Regions from separate parts of the Sus scrofa genome. Here region 1 is linked to region 2. Evidence: chromatin contacts called from public HiChIP or PLAC-seq data. All regions are on one chromosome and are shown on one strand. Each heading gives the region's core, a stretch centred on a gene start, on an enhancer-like site or on the middle of the called end of the contact. The rest is flanking DNA. Distances are from core to core; before and after follow the strand shown. Region 1 holds the start of CERS5 (ceramide synthase 5). Region 2 holds the start of LOC110260660 (cytochrome c oxidase assembly protein COX14).

Evidence for each region. HiChIP or PLAC-seq counts read pairs in DNA pulled down with a chosen protein or histone mark.
Region 1: a contact with region 2 is called in an H3K27ac HiChIP or PLAC-seq map of skeletal muscle. The contact joins the promoter of CERS5 here to the promoter of LOC110260660 in region 2. A contact is called at or near these places in 2 of 5 promoter capture datasets (fetal liver and liver), 14 of 47 Hi-C or Micro-C datasets (alveolar macrophages, blood, embryonic fibroblasts and 7 more) and 2 of 2 datasets of contacts at active chromatin or transcription factors (alveolar macrophages and skeletal muscle).

Annotation. Positions count from the first base shown.
Region 1 is chr5:16,068,646-16,075,570 of Sscrofa11.1, reverse strand. CERS5 (ceramide synthase 5) reads left to right here and starts at 5,468. Exons shown (of 11, transcript XM_021091643.1): 1 at 5,468-5,819. The coding sequence starts at 5,623. It overlaps LIMA1 (LIM domain and actin binding 1), which reads left to right. Exons shown (of 11, transcript NM_001114676.1): 11 at 1-1,131.
Region 2 is chr5:16,013,065-16,020,055 of Sscrofa11.1, reverse strand. It overlaps LOC110260660 (cytochrome c oxidase assembly protein COX14), which reads right to left and starts at 3,637. Exons shown (of 2, transcript XM_021091641.1): 1 at 3,502-3,637. GPD1 (glycerol-3-phosphate dehydrogenase 1) reads right to left here. Exons shown (of 8, transcript NM_001190240.1): 8 at 5,629-6,280. The coding sequence ends at 6,184.

The sequences.
Region 1 (6,925 bases), core at 4,219-6,718, 54 kb before region 2:
TCCTCTATTTTAGCAATGATGGTCTACACAAGTGCTTTAAGGTCTTGTGGGAGTGGGAATGGGGGGGGTGAGGTGGGGGGATAGTCGGACCGTTATGGTTCAGATTCCACTGAATTCCCCAAAGACAATATGACAGTAAATGATTAGTAGTACATTGTTACACTGAAAATTCAACGAAGGAATTAGGAAACATGCAGAAGGGATTAGGGACCTAAGCATTATGACTGAATGCACTTTAGCATAAAGGGCACAGTTTGTATATTTTTACATGCATACCAATTTATTGTTTAGTATTCCTCTGTTAAGAGATCAACTATTTAGTCTTTTTTAAAAAAATTTAGGTTAATTTTCTTACTCTGACATATAGGGGGAATTTATTGCTTACTCTGATATATATATGAGGAATTTATTGCATCCTGCTTTCTAAAGCACATCCTGAACTGGATTATTGAGATATAGCACAACCATCTTTTTGGAGCACCTTCTGAGCACCTTTGGTGCTTGGAGGGACTCACTGTGTCCCAGATAAGCAATGGTATTTGCCAATGGGTTTGACTACACCCCAAGTGGTTGCTTTCTTCTCTGGTGGCATCTGTGCTTCTCATAATTTACTGAAAGATGCAATATTTTTATAAGATCTTTTGTATTGCTATTTGCCATGTTGCATATTAGAGCCAGGAGTCTAAAGGAGGAATAACAGGAAAAAACAAAAACAAAGCCTTAAACAACTTGAGCTCAGATCCCCAAACCCTATATTCTACTTCTGATATTCCTGGGACACTAGTTTTTTTGTTTTTTTTTTTAATACTTAGAAGCTTTGAAATGTAGATTTTTATGGCAGACAGTATTCCTAGGGTGCAATTAAACCAATTATAGGCCTTTTTGGGGGGAGATGGTTTTCTAGTATTAAGGTTTTGGAACAATATAAACTTGAGTACATTTGTTGTACATAATTCATATTCCAAAGTGTATGGTGGGGGGGAGAGAGGTGTTTTAAGTGATAGGCTTTTCTTTGTACTGCATTTTTAGAAATTTAGCTCTAATATTTTTTAGAGATGTAAAATATTCTGCTTTCTTACAGTCTTGCTTCCTCTGAAACATTTTTATTCAATAAAGCTTTTAATTTACATTTGAACCTTTCAATGTTCCTTTTCCGTTATTATCTTGCATTGTTACAGTCTCTCAGGACCTACTTTTATTTTAGCAGTTTGGGTAGAAAAGGTGAATGGGTCTGATAGGTTTCAAGTGAAGAGAAGTGCTATGTATACATCTCACCACTAGATGGTGGTGTTGGGCTGCTCTTAAGCTCATACTAGAAGACAAAATTTTTCTTCTGGAAAGTTGAAAGAAACTTGGCAAGAGAATTCGTGTGTACATTCAAGACAAGCCATTTGTTTTACCAATTCAAAATACTAGGGTGGTTTTTTTTTCATGTTTTATTTTATTTGTCTTTTTAGGGTCGCACCCATGGCATGTGGACCCCAGGCTAGGGGTCTAATTGGAGCTACAGCTGCCAGCCTACACCACAGCCACAGCAATGCGGGATCCTTAACCCACTGAGCAAGGCCAGGGATCAAACTTGCATCCTCATGGATGCTAGTCAGATTAGCTTCAGTTGAGCCACACCGGAACTCCATGGTTTTTTACTGTTAATTGTACTCTGCATTTAATTTACCTTACAATTATGCCTAAATGCTAAATGGAATTTCCGAATGCCTCTGCTGAAAATGAACTTGTTTTCTTCTCTGAGCAGAGGCACTGTTGGTTATCTGATTTTCTTGCTTGCAGAGGCAACTGCCCTAATTATTAAGGTTTTTTTTTTTTTTAATGGGAATTTAGATTTCCTTGGAGATAGAAATGCTTTTTGAGTCATCTATTACATTTTTCAGGGTCATTCTGTGTTCCATTGTTTTTCTGGTCTTCTAAGTGGATGGCTGAGTACTACGATCGGCTCTTGGCCCCACCACAGGCTGAAGTCACTTAGAAAGCCCTATCCACTGAACAGTTAATCCAGAAGTTCCTGCTGACATTTATAAACTATCCAGTCCTGGCCTGAGTTGAGTTACCTTTACTCTGTGACTCACTACCTGCTGCGCTAACCCATCCACATGGTACTCACAACATCTACTAACTTTACACAAAAAGCCTGAGTGTCTGTGGCTGGCATTTATGGGTATCAATTGAGTGTGTCACCATATACCAGGTCCTAGGGGACTGAGATTACCCTTAGAAGAACTCTTCTATGACCTTTGAGAGCTAAAATAGACATAGGTACGGAGAGTAGAGACACAAGAACTAGCTCCATAATCAATGTAATAAAATGACATTCTTCTTAAGAGAATGACCAGATAACACTAAACATTCTTAGAAAACAAAAGAACCTACACCCAAACAAAAAGTGCTTATCGTGTATGCTCTCAGCTCTCTGAATGAAGGCAACTTGTTGGACTTGGTGTGTCAATGTTGACAAAAGGATGATGTGAGTTATTCTGTGGGTGAAGCAGGAAAAGGGGCCAGCTTGGGACCTGAGATGGTTAAGGAAACTCTCTTCATGTCCACTACAGGGACAGTTTGCTGGTCAGGTCACTCCTGGCCAAAGTGAAACCTGTACTACATTTGCTTTCCTTACGTATTTCACCATCGGTATGTTTTCTAACAACCAAGAGGCTGAGAATTTGATACAAATGTAATTTTCTGAGAATAGATCTAGTGAACAGGGTCATTGTGTGTTGGTTTCCGTGTGCCAGGTTAGCATATTCTTTGTTCCTTGGGGCTCTGATTTGAATTCCTATGAGATCAGGGAGAGTACTTCTTTTAAAATGTATCTTGGAGTTCCCGTCGTGGCGCAGTGGTTAACCAATCCGACTAGGAACCATAAGGTTTCGGGTTCGATCCCTGCCCTTACTCAGTTAAGGATCCGGCGTTGCCGTGAGCTGTGGTGTAGGTTGCAGACACGGCTCAGATCCCGAGTTGGCTCTGGCGTAGGCCGGTGGCTGCAGCTCCGATTAGACCTCTAGCCTGTGAACCTCTATATGCTGAGGGAGCGGCCCTAGAAAAGGCAAAAAGACCAAAAAAAAAAAAAAAAAAAAAAAAAAAAAGTATCTTGAATATAAGGTGGTTACGATTTTAAGCTATCTCTGGGTTTGGGCAAAAATGGCTTCAGATAGTAGTTCTCAGATTAGCAGTGGTATACCTGTGAACTTGTTAGAACTGAGAAATGCAGACTTCCCCTTGTGGCTCAGTGGGTTAAGGACCCAACATATCAACCAGTAGAACCTTTAATGACTATTACATCAGCTGTGTGATGGCTTTTGCAGTCAAAGTCATATCCACAAGCTGATATGACCGTCCTCTCAACAGAAATAGGCTGGTGGCCACTTGACACAGAGTGTGGGGGTGTGAAAGTGCTGCTGAGAGGAGGGTCAGAAACTGAAACCAGTGAACTTGGAAGTGGGTGGAGGCTGGCTCTGGGGAGCCCTCAGTCAGCAATGTTAATACTCCTATTTATCATTCAAGGAGTTCCCGTCATCCTGGCGCAGTGGTAATAAATCCGACTAGGAACCATGAGGTTTCGGGTTCGATCCCTGGCCTTGCTCAGTGGGTTAAGGATCTGGCATTGCCATGAGCTGTGGTGTAGGTTGCAACGTGGCTCGGATCCCGAATTGCTGTGGCTCTGGTGTAGGCTGAGGCCACAGCTCCGTTTAGACCCCTAGCCTGGGAACCTCCACATGCTGCAGGAAGCAGCCCTAGAAAAGACACACAAAAAATATACATATATATATACATGTATATATAGTTCAAAGAAACTGAAGTGCATTTATTTAAAAATAGGTATTGAGGAGTTCCTTTTGTGGCTCAGTGGGTTAAGAAACCGATGCTATCGTCTGAGGATGTGGGTTCAATCCCTGGCCTCGCTCAATGGGTAAAGATCCGGTGTCACTGCAAGCAGCAGCAGCAGCAGCATAGGTCACAGATAAGGCTCAGATCTGGGTAGCTATGGCTGTGGCACAGGCCTCAACTGCAAACTGCATTTCTGATTTGACCCCTAGCCCAGGAACTTCCATATGCCAAAGATGCAGCTGTATTTAAAAAAAAAAAAAAAAAAAAAAAAGAAAGGAAATGAGAAATGCACATTCATGCACCCTACTCTGAACCTCCTGAATCTTTGGTTGGGGCCCAGAAAACTTAGCAAACTCACCATGTGAGAGAAGGGACAAGCTAATGTCTGAGCTGTGGCAAACGAAGTTTTGAGAATCACTGAACTAAAAAGCAAACTTCTAGTCCACTCCTTCAAATGGCTCCTTTTTTTTCTTTTCCTCTTTTCCCTTTGAAACTATCTTCTGCTGTAAGCCTGCCTGCTAGTATAAAGATACTCTATCTGTCCTTGGACAAGATTAGTTCTTTGATCTTATTTCAGATCATTCTAGGTAGCTGTAGTAATTAAAATTGTAGCCAGGTTTTAACAGAGGGCACCCAAGGTTCACTGTTCTCCAGCAGCTGAGGAATAATTTAGAGTTCAGTGTTTTAAAGGTTTCTTGTCTATGGCTCCCCTTTACTGTTTATGTAGAGCCACAAAAGAATTCAATGTTCAGTGTGGAAATCTAAAACTAAGGAGGTTTATAGGATAAGGGCCCAGGGTTCTGGAATCTAGAGACTTTGTTCAGAAGCCCCAGCTCTACCACTTGTATATAACCTTGGACAAGCTGCTCTCTGGACTTCAATTTACTCATCCATAAAACAGTAAATAAAACAACACCTACTTCATAGAATGAGGAAGTTAAATGTGGAAAATATTTAGTGCACTACCTGGCATATAATAAACCTCATTAAACAATGGCCGTCTTCTACTTTTTCTTTTATATTTTCCTTTGAATAGCTTTCATTTCCTTTTTTGTTTTTTGTTTTTTTTCCATGAGAAGAATAAAAGAATTTTTTTAAAGTCCACTTTAAGGGATAATGAAAGGGGGCTGAGGTCATGAGGGGCAGGAGGGGAGAAAAAGGTTGGGAGCAAAAAGAACGCTGCTAGTAGGCAGTACCAGCTGAGATGGCGATAAACCCTAGTGAGAGAAGGGGGTTGGGAAGGAAGAGGGGGAAAGACGGATAGACACAGACAGACAGACAGACACACCACAACACCACACACACCACACACCACGTATGGCCTTCCAGCGAACCGGAACAGCTTTGAGCTGGCTGGACTGAAAAAGAAGAACATCCCCATAAGGGAGCTATGCCTGAAATACCGGGTGTAGCTGTGGCTAGACAGAAGAGTGAGCGAGGAGAAGCTTTACCGCAACCTGTAGCAAAAAAGGACGGGATCACTGTGGAGGCGTGGCCAGGGCTGGGTGAAGGCGGGGCGGGGAGGGCGTGGCCGAGTCGGAGGGCGGGGTCCCAAGGAGAGGCGGCTGGGGAGGCTACGGGGAGGGAGGTGGGCGGGGAGGCAGGGTGGGCGGGACAGAGGCCCGGCCCCGCGAAGGAGTCGGGCTGGAGTGCGGGTCCTAGAAGGGGCCGGAAGGGGGTGGCCGCCGGCCCGGCCCCGCCCCGGGGCCGCCTCCTCGCGGGTTCCGTTGGCTGGGGCGGCAGCTGAGCCTGTGGCGGCAGTGGCCGCGGGGTGGGCGTAAGATGGCGACAGCAGCGGCGGGAGCCCTGGGCCTGCTGTGGGGCTGGCTTTGGAGTGAGCGCTTCTGGCTGCCCCAGAACGTGAGCTGGGCCGACCTAGAGGGGCCGGGCAACGGCTACGGCTACCCGCGGGCCCGGCACATTCTCTCCGTGTTCCCACTGGCGGCGGGCGTGTTCTCCGTGAGGCTGCTCTTCGAGCGGTGAGAGACCGCGGGCGAACGGCGCGAAGGGCCTGGGGCGCGGGCTGGGAAAGCCTGCCCGGGGGAGAGACGGAGGCCAAGGACCGGAAGCAGAACTGCTGGGAAAGCCCGGAAGCAGGGGGCTGGGAGAGCCTGGGCCGCCGCGCGGGATGCTCGGAGGGTGGCCGAGGTAGTCGTGCAGCCTAGGTAAAGGCAGGGAGTTCGGGGCGTGGACATTGAAAGTGTCAGAGTCGAGGGGGACGCTGGGCCCATTCAGTTTTGCAGCCCGGAGGTCACTTGGGGCGGGGGGGGGGTTCATAGGCCTCTCCCCAACCGCCAAGGATTCTGCAGACCAGGAAGCAGATTGAGTGTGAGCTGTGGCCGAGGGCCCGAAGCAAGAAACAAGAAAGGGCCAAGAGAACCAGAACTAGTTGGGGCCAGGGAAGCTGCAGGGTCAGCGCAAGGAGCCAGACGTTCCAAGTCGAAGGAGCACGTTCGTGGGAAGCTAAGATTTGTGAGGACACTGAGAGTTGAGGGGTACAAGATTAGTTAGGCCTTAAGCCTTGATTCATCAGTTCATGGCCGCGTGTGTGTGTGCTTCTCAATAAAATTCAGCTGGATCCTGTAAGAGACTAGAACCCTGTAGGGATAGGGTTAGTTGCAGAACAGGCCTTGGAGGCCTGAAATGGAAGGAGGAGTGGTCATCTTCAAAGGATGGAGAGCCTTAGGGCCTATAAGAAGACAACTGTATTGAGCAAGTTTCTAAGGGACAATGTGTTCTTGGCAAAAGTGTTTTCACTTGTCTTTGATTGAGTGGCTCGTGTCTGCTGTCTAAAATAAAGGTATTCACTGATAGGATGATTTTGGTCTGCTCCATGTTACAGGAAGAGTGACTTCTTTCCGGATAGGTCTCAGATAATGAGGATAATGAGGATGGCACTTGGACATCTTTTGTTCATTTGGCTTTTATCAGAGAGTCCCCTTTTGAGGATGGGAATGTATTGCCATAGATAGATAATAACCTGTTACTGGAGTTCCCGTCATGCGTGGCTTAGCGGTTAACAACCAGACTAGCATCCGTGAGGACATGGGTTTGATGCCTGGCCTTGCTCAGTGGGTTAAGGATC
Region 2 (6,991 bases), core at 2,388-4,887:
CACTGAGCTGAGGCACACCTTCCTTGAATCATAATTCCAAAGGACTGTGAAAAGTGACAATAAATAAGGTCAGAGGAAGGAAACCAAATGGCACAGGGTGAAGACAAGTCAGGGTTCTATTCGGGTTATCTGAGATCTGAAAGAATGATAGGAGACAGTAAAAAAACACCATACAATCAGAGCAGGACACTAAGGTAATTAATGGGCTGCCAGCAGAGACCCTGCAGCCTTCAACCGCGCTCCCACTTATTCTTTCTCCTCCTGGCCCACATGACACTGGGCAGATGCTAACCAGTTACAGGTCCACCTTTTCTCAGGGCTGGAAATAGGGTGGTACATCTCGCCTAGGAGTGACAGAAGATCTGACAGACGCAATTTTTCTAGAACCTTCCTCCTTTTGTTTAAATTTTATTTATTTATTTTGCTTTTTTAGGGCCACATCAGTGGCATACAGAAGCTCCCAGGCTAGGGGTCGAATTGGAGCTACAGCTGCCAGCCTATATACCACAGCTCATGGCAATGCTAGATCCTTAACCCACTGAGTGAGGCCAGGGATTGAACCCACATCCTCATGAATACTATTCAGACTCATTTCCCCTGCACCATAATGGGAACTCCCTCTTGTCTAAGCTAACGTGAGATTTATCCTATTTTCCTATTCTCAAATTAACAAAAACTCTTCACAGACCTCAAGCTAAGGCAGGGCAGTAGAAAAGGAGAAGACAGATGCAGAAATTATTCTGGAAGCAGAACAAGGATAATTAAACGAACAGATTAGGGCAAAGCTGAAAAATATCTCTAAGCTAACAAATTAGGAAACTTGAAGGAGTGAGACTGTTAATAGAAATAAAGAAGAAACACGTGTGTTGCTATGTCTGCGGATGACAGTGGCGGTGTCAGTCAAGAAGATCATGAACTAGACATGTTAAAATCCAGATGCTCAAGGAGTTCCCACTGACGAGCAACAGGATCCTCAGTCTTGGGAGCACTGAGACACAGGTGCGATCCCCGGCCCAGCACACTGGGATTCGGTGTTGCCGCACCTGTGGCTTAGGTGGCGACTGCCGCTCAGATCTGATCCCTGGCCTGGGAATTCCATATGCCGCAGGGTGGCCAAAAAAGAAAAAAAATTAAGATGCTCAATAAAGGAGTTCCTGCTGTGGTGCAAGGGGATTGGCAGCATCTCTGCAGCACCAGGACACAGGTTTGATCCCCACCCAGGCACAGTGAGTTATAGAATCCAGCACTGCCACAGCTGCAGCGTGGGCAGTAACTGTAGTTCGGATCTGATCTGATCTCATCCTTGGCCCAGAGTTCCATATGGCATGGGGTGGCCAAAAAAGGTGCTCAATACAATATTCATGTGATGATGTTCATCAGGCAGATGGATATGCAAATGTGGAACAGCTCTTGGGAGCAAGGCTAGGCCACAGATGCAGATGGAAATAACAAGTGACATCAAAACAGAGGATAAAACCAGAGAAGCCAAGGGAACGCCAGTTTGAAAAAGGAAAACAATTAGGGAGGGAGTTCCTGTCCTGGCGCAGCAGAAACGAATCTGACTAGGAACCAACCATAAGGTTGCAGGTTCCGTCCCTGACCTCCTTCAGTGGGTTAAGGATCTCGAGTGGCTGTGGCTGTGGCGTAGGCCAGCAGCTGTAGCTCCAGATTCGACCCTTAGCCTGGGAACTTCCATATGCTACAGGTGCAGCCCTAAAAAGCTTACAAAAAAAAAAAAAATTAGGAATACAGGTAGGAAATTCCAGAAACATCTGGGGTGCTTTTTCATTTAACTACAACAGCGGTTGAAAATCACTGCTGTATCTTTTGGGTGTACTTACTGGACCAGAATGAAAACTAAGAAATACTACTGCAGAGTTAAGTGGCCATAAAAATTAATCTGATAGAATCACTGGATAGAAATAGGTGACTAGGTCACAGGTAAACCTAGGCCAGAAGTCAATTTAATGCACCAAACTGGAACAGGTATTAAGTAGAAAGAATAGATTCTTAGCCAGGGCCCCAGCAGGCCCACGAACCCCATTCCCCAAGGTTTATGTGTCTACGCAATTTTCTAGGACAGAGAGAAACAGATTATTCGAAGGATCAAAACCCCTTCTCTCACCCCAAAGATTTCCTTTTTTTTCTTTTAATAGCAATGAGCCATGAAGCCCCTGTGGGAAGCATGGCTGTCCTTGAACTTCTATTTTTTTTCTTCTTTTTCCTTTCAGGGCCACACCTGTGGCATATGGAGGTTCCCAGCCTAAGGGGTGAGTTGGAGCTGTAGCTGCCGGCCTGTGCCACAGCCACAGCAACGAGGGATCCCAGCTGCAACTGCATCTGCGACCTACACCACAGTTCTTGGCAAAGCCAGATCCTTAACCCACTGAGCAAGGCCAGGGATCGAACCTGCAACCTCAAGGTTCCTAGTCGGATTTGTTTCCACTGTGCCACGACAGGAACACCCAAAGATTTGAGTCAGTATTCTTGTGATTTCCTGGTTAAGGGAATGCGAATGATAGGGCAGCAGCTTGAGAAGGTAATAAAGTCAAGTAAATCCTAGTTGTCTTGCTTACTGATAAGGAGATACAAGGATTACCTTTGGAAATGAAGAAAACTTGAGGTCAGCTGGAGAACATTCTCACCTGAAGGACATCCGTTTCCCTAATAAAGCTCAAGGCTGGGTCTCTTATGGGGTTAAAGGGAAGGTCTCAGAAAAACAGGGAAAAGAAAATGAGAGCCACTGTGGAAATACAACGTGCAAAGGTTATATGGCTTTTCTCTCCTTTCCTGCCGCCTAAACATGTTGTGCCCTCAAGGTTCAAGCTTCTCCTCCGGAAAACTCATTTCCTCAAATGGGTCCAGCCACCTCCGCTTAGATTTACTCACTTAGCTGTCTACCTTTTATTCGTGCTATGAAAGCCGCAGAGAACGCGGCTTCTGTCTCAAAGTAGATTATGATCTGATGGGGATAAACTCTGCATCTCAAACCCTGTTAGACAAAGTACAAGACGGCGGCGACCAGAAAAGAGGCACGTTGAGAGTTCAGAGACAAGGTGTGGGCTCAAGATAAGTTAGCAGAAAGGTGGGGGGTGGGGGCAGCTGTCATTTGGGGAGGGGCAAGATTTACACCAGTAGAGGAGGGACAGGGAGAGCATCCCAGGCATAGAAAGCCGCAAAGGAGTGGAGCCAGATTATCAATACGCACGAAGAGTGCCTGGAAAAGCTGCATTTCAGGGCGCAGCGCTCTGCGAGACGAGAAGGGGTCAGAGCTACTGGAGTCGGAGTCGGAGCGCAGAGGGCCAAGACGCACGGTGGGAGTCAGGGTCTGACAGGAACCTACGGCCCCAAGGAGCTTGCCGGGCTGCCAGCGGCGCGGTCCGCCGCGCAGAGTACGGAAGCCCGAAGACTGGGCGTGAGGATGCGGTAAGCAAAGGCCGGCCCGAGCAGGCGCGCCCAGGCAGATAGGAAGCCCCCACTAGGGCCTGGCGGACGGCGTACCTGAATGCTGCCGCTCCCTCTGGGTTCGAGTCCTCCAGCCGCACGACCTCCCAACGCAGCCGGAAGCTGCGCCCACGACCAGACGAGCGAGGGTAACGGCCCAGAAACCACTCTGAACGCTGAGGTGCTATTGGTGCAGAGCGCCGCCTTTCTCCCTCCCACGCGACCCGCTTACCCTCTAAGCTTCAGACTCAGCATAACTCCGCCTACCGAGGCGGTAGCCCGCGCAGGCCGCAACTCCGGCTGGCTGCCTCCTCTGAACTTCCGGTTTCCGGGTCAGCCGTCCTTACTACGCATCCTCAGACGAGCCTTCCTCTCAGGCCAGTTGATTTCTGGGGGTTGTAGTCATTCTCCACTGAGAAAGGGTCTTTGGAGATCCAAGCTCTGGAACTGGAACTTTTAGAATACTACTTAGTCATGACAGAAAAGACGATCTAAAACTCCGTCTCAGAGAGAGCCAGCCAGCCAATCCCCAGCCTACGGCGCGGTGACGTCTCCGGTAGCTAGGTAGGTTCTCTCGGTGCCAGCCCCCTGGAGGGCTGCGCGCCCCCTGGAGCCTGGAGTTGCTCTTTTCTCCGCGGCCAGGCTTCAGCAGAGCCCAGGTAGGAGTCCGACCCGAACCGCAAGCTTTACGGCAGCTTTGGCCATGGCCACGAAGTGGGCACGAGGGTCGAATCTCCATAACGTTTCACCCGTTTGTGACCTCCTCGCTTGCAGGCGGCTTGATAAGCCCCAGAGAAGTGCCAGGAAGAGGATGGGAGGGAGTGCCGTTTAGGGGAATGGGGGGACCCCTGCTAGGGGCCGGGAGTGGCTGGGGAGATGGAAGATGGCTTTCTTTCCATTTTCATTTTTCTTACCCTATGAGTGAAAACATACATGCAGTGATCTGCACTGACGCTGCACGCATGCACTCAAGCGCCCTTCTCCAACTTGTTTCTGGAAAAAACACTTTATTGGGTAGACAAGTGGGCCTGATGCGAAGGCCTGAGATTCTGTTAACTGAGGAGTAAGCAAGCAAAAGTAGGCAGAGGTTTTTGACTATCTAAGAGGGTCGCAGCTGCAGCCTAGGGAAGGGAGCTGTCTTTCCGTCTTGACTTTGACTTCCTGGGGAGGCAGCTCTAGATCCCAGCCACCTCTGGAGTGACTGTGCCCCCCCAGGCAGCTCTGCCCTTCACTGCTAAGACTGACTTCTCAAGGGCTAGGGGCTGAGAGGAGCCTCCCTGCCCGGTTTCTCGGGGACTTAGGAAGGGTTAACATAATGCTGGCCAGTCACAGTGTGCCAGGTGCCGCCACCCAGGCAGCTGAGACCCTTTGCTGGATGGCCAGGCGCCTTTGGTCGCTATTCATAGCCAGGGGCCCAGGCTGCTGACCTGTGACATTCCCCTGCTGCCATTCCATCCTGGAGCAAGGTCAGTGCCAAGCACACCCCACTCCCTCCTCCCCTTCCCATTTTTTCCCCCCTCACCCCAGGAGGTAGAATGGTTTGAATTTTTTCCTCCTCCATGAGTTTCCCAGCTCCTGAGGTGGTGAAGTTGTCAATACCTCAAAAGAAGGCCTTCAGGTGACAAAGGAGAGTTGGCTTTGGAATTAGGACACCCACATGGGGACCTGATCACCCTCCATTACGCACTCCGGTCCCTTGGTCTCCTGATACTAGAGCTGGCTAGCTGCCCTGGTGCTCTGGGGGCAGCTGAGAATTAGGTAGAGTTTGGGAGGGGGTAAGAGGTGGGTCCGAGATGTCCTGGGGAGATAGCAGCAGGAGGGACCCAACCGACGCCTCCCCCGACTGGAGCTCCTGAGAAGGGAGGCAGCGTAGGTACAAAGGTCACGGAGCAGAGTGATCTGAGCCGGCTATGAAATGGTGTAGCTCTGTCAGCAGATTAAGTTCCTGCCCTCCAAAGAGGGTGCTGGCGAGGAGGCGAGAGAGCCTTGGAAAGGTCAGCCATGGTGGGAGGGGCTGGCAAAGAACTAGGTCCCGGGAAGTCCCTGGGGGAGGGCGACATGCCCCACAGCCAGAGATGCCAGCATGGCAGCAACTCTGGTGCCAGGGCAGCTGGGGGGAGGGGGGAAGAGGATGACCAGAGGTTTCTGAGGACGCAGATGTTGCTAGGAGAAGCTAGAAGCGGGTTGTTTGAGATCTTTGTATTTTGTTAACAAACACTGAGATTCATTGATGCCATGTGGGGCCTGGCAGAGGTCAGAGCAAAGGGGTCCCTGGGGCTTGAGTCAGCTCAAAAGCCCGGACCCCTCCCTGGCAGCCTTTGCCTCATCCCTCTTGCAGCTGAGGTACTTCTTTAGCCAGTAACTGGGCTTGGGGACAGGACTCCTGGTCTGTGTGAGGCAGCAGTGGACGGCCGTTGCCTTGCCTCCCTGCTTCCCCCGCCCCGCTCCCCCCACATACTCAAAGCAGCCAGAGCTGGGCTTGAGTCTGCCCCTCCCCACAGCCAGAGAGGGACCAGGCAACTCCATTTCTGGTGAGATGTGGCGGCAAGAGGCTGCGGGCTGCTTGGTGCTTCAGGATCTCCAGGCAGGTAGCTGGGCCCCAGCCTCCTGTCCTCCGGTGAGAAGCTGAGAAGAGGCTCCTCCGTGTGGAGTCCCAGAGATCCTGTTGGCCAGGCACCCCAAGCTTCTGCCTGTCTCCATTGGTGTAAAGAGGCTGCCTGGCCTCAGCCCCAGCACCGCTCAGCTATGTTCTGGATGATTCTGCAGGCAGCAGATGAACTCACTGACTGGGTGGTTCTCGTAGCATATCTTGTACACAGCCATGAACAGAGGGAACCTAGAGTGGGGAGGACAGACCCAGCTTGGCCTCCAGGCGTCGCCCCAACCCTCTGCTCCCCATCCCCCCCAGCCCTCCACTCCCCACTCTGCCACCTTCCAGCTCAGGCAGACTCTGGCTCTCAATGTCCAGAGAGTTTCAATTTCCTAGCCCTGGGTTTCAGGGTCAGGTTTTTAATGCCCTGCTGACTATCCCAGTGAACTTGCCTGCCTGACTCCCTGGCATGAACTTCAGGCAAGCCACTTAACCTCTCTGAACCTCAATAGCATCAACTGGAAAAAGAAGCCACTCTAACAAGTAGTGAAACGACTGTGCTCAATAAATGCCAGTTTCCTTCTTCCCATCCTCTTGCCCAGGCTGCTCCCTTTACCAGGAGGCTCTACCCTGACCCGCCGTGAGCTGATCTTCTGAGTCTGTCTCATGCTCTCTTCCTCTAGGATTCTTTATCAGATCAGCGGAGCTCTGCTCTGCTCAGCCAATCACCCCAGCTGTCTTTGTGCTCCCTGAAAAGGAGCACCTCGAAGCGACCTGGCCTCTTCCTCATACCTCAGCACCCAGGACAGGATTCAGGGGGCAGAAGGTTTGGCCTTGGGGGACGGCTTAGACTGGGGGTGATGGACAGAGAGGCAGGACAGTCAGAGGGGCCTGCTCCTGTCCACGCCCACAGCTGAGGACAAGGAGGACAGACAGAGGGGAGGCCATGCGGAGGGG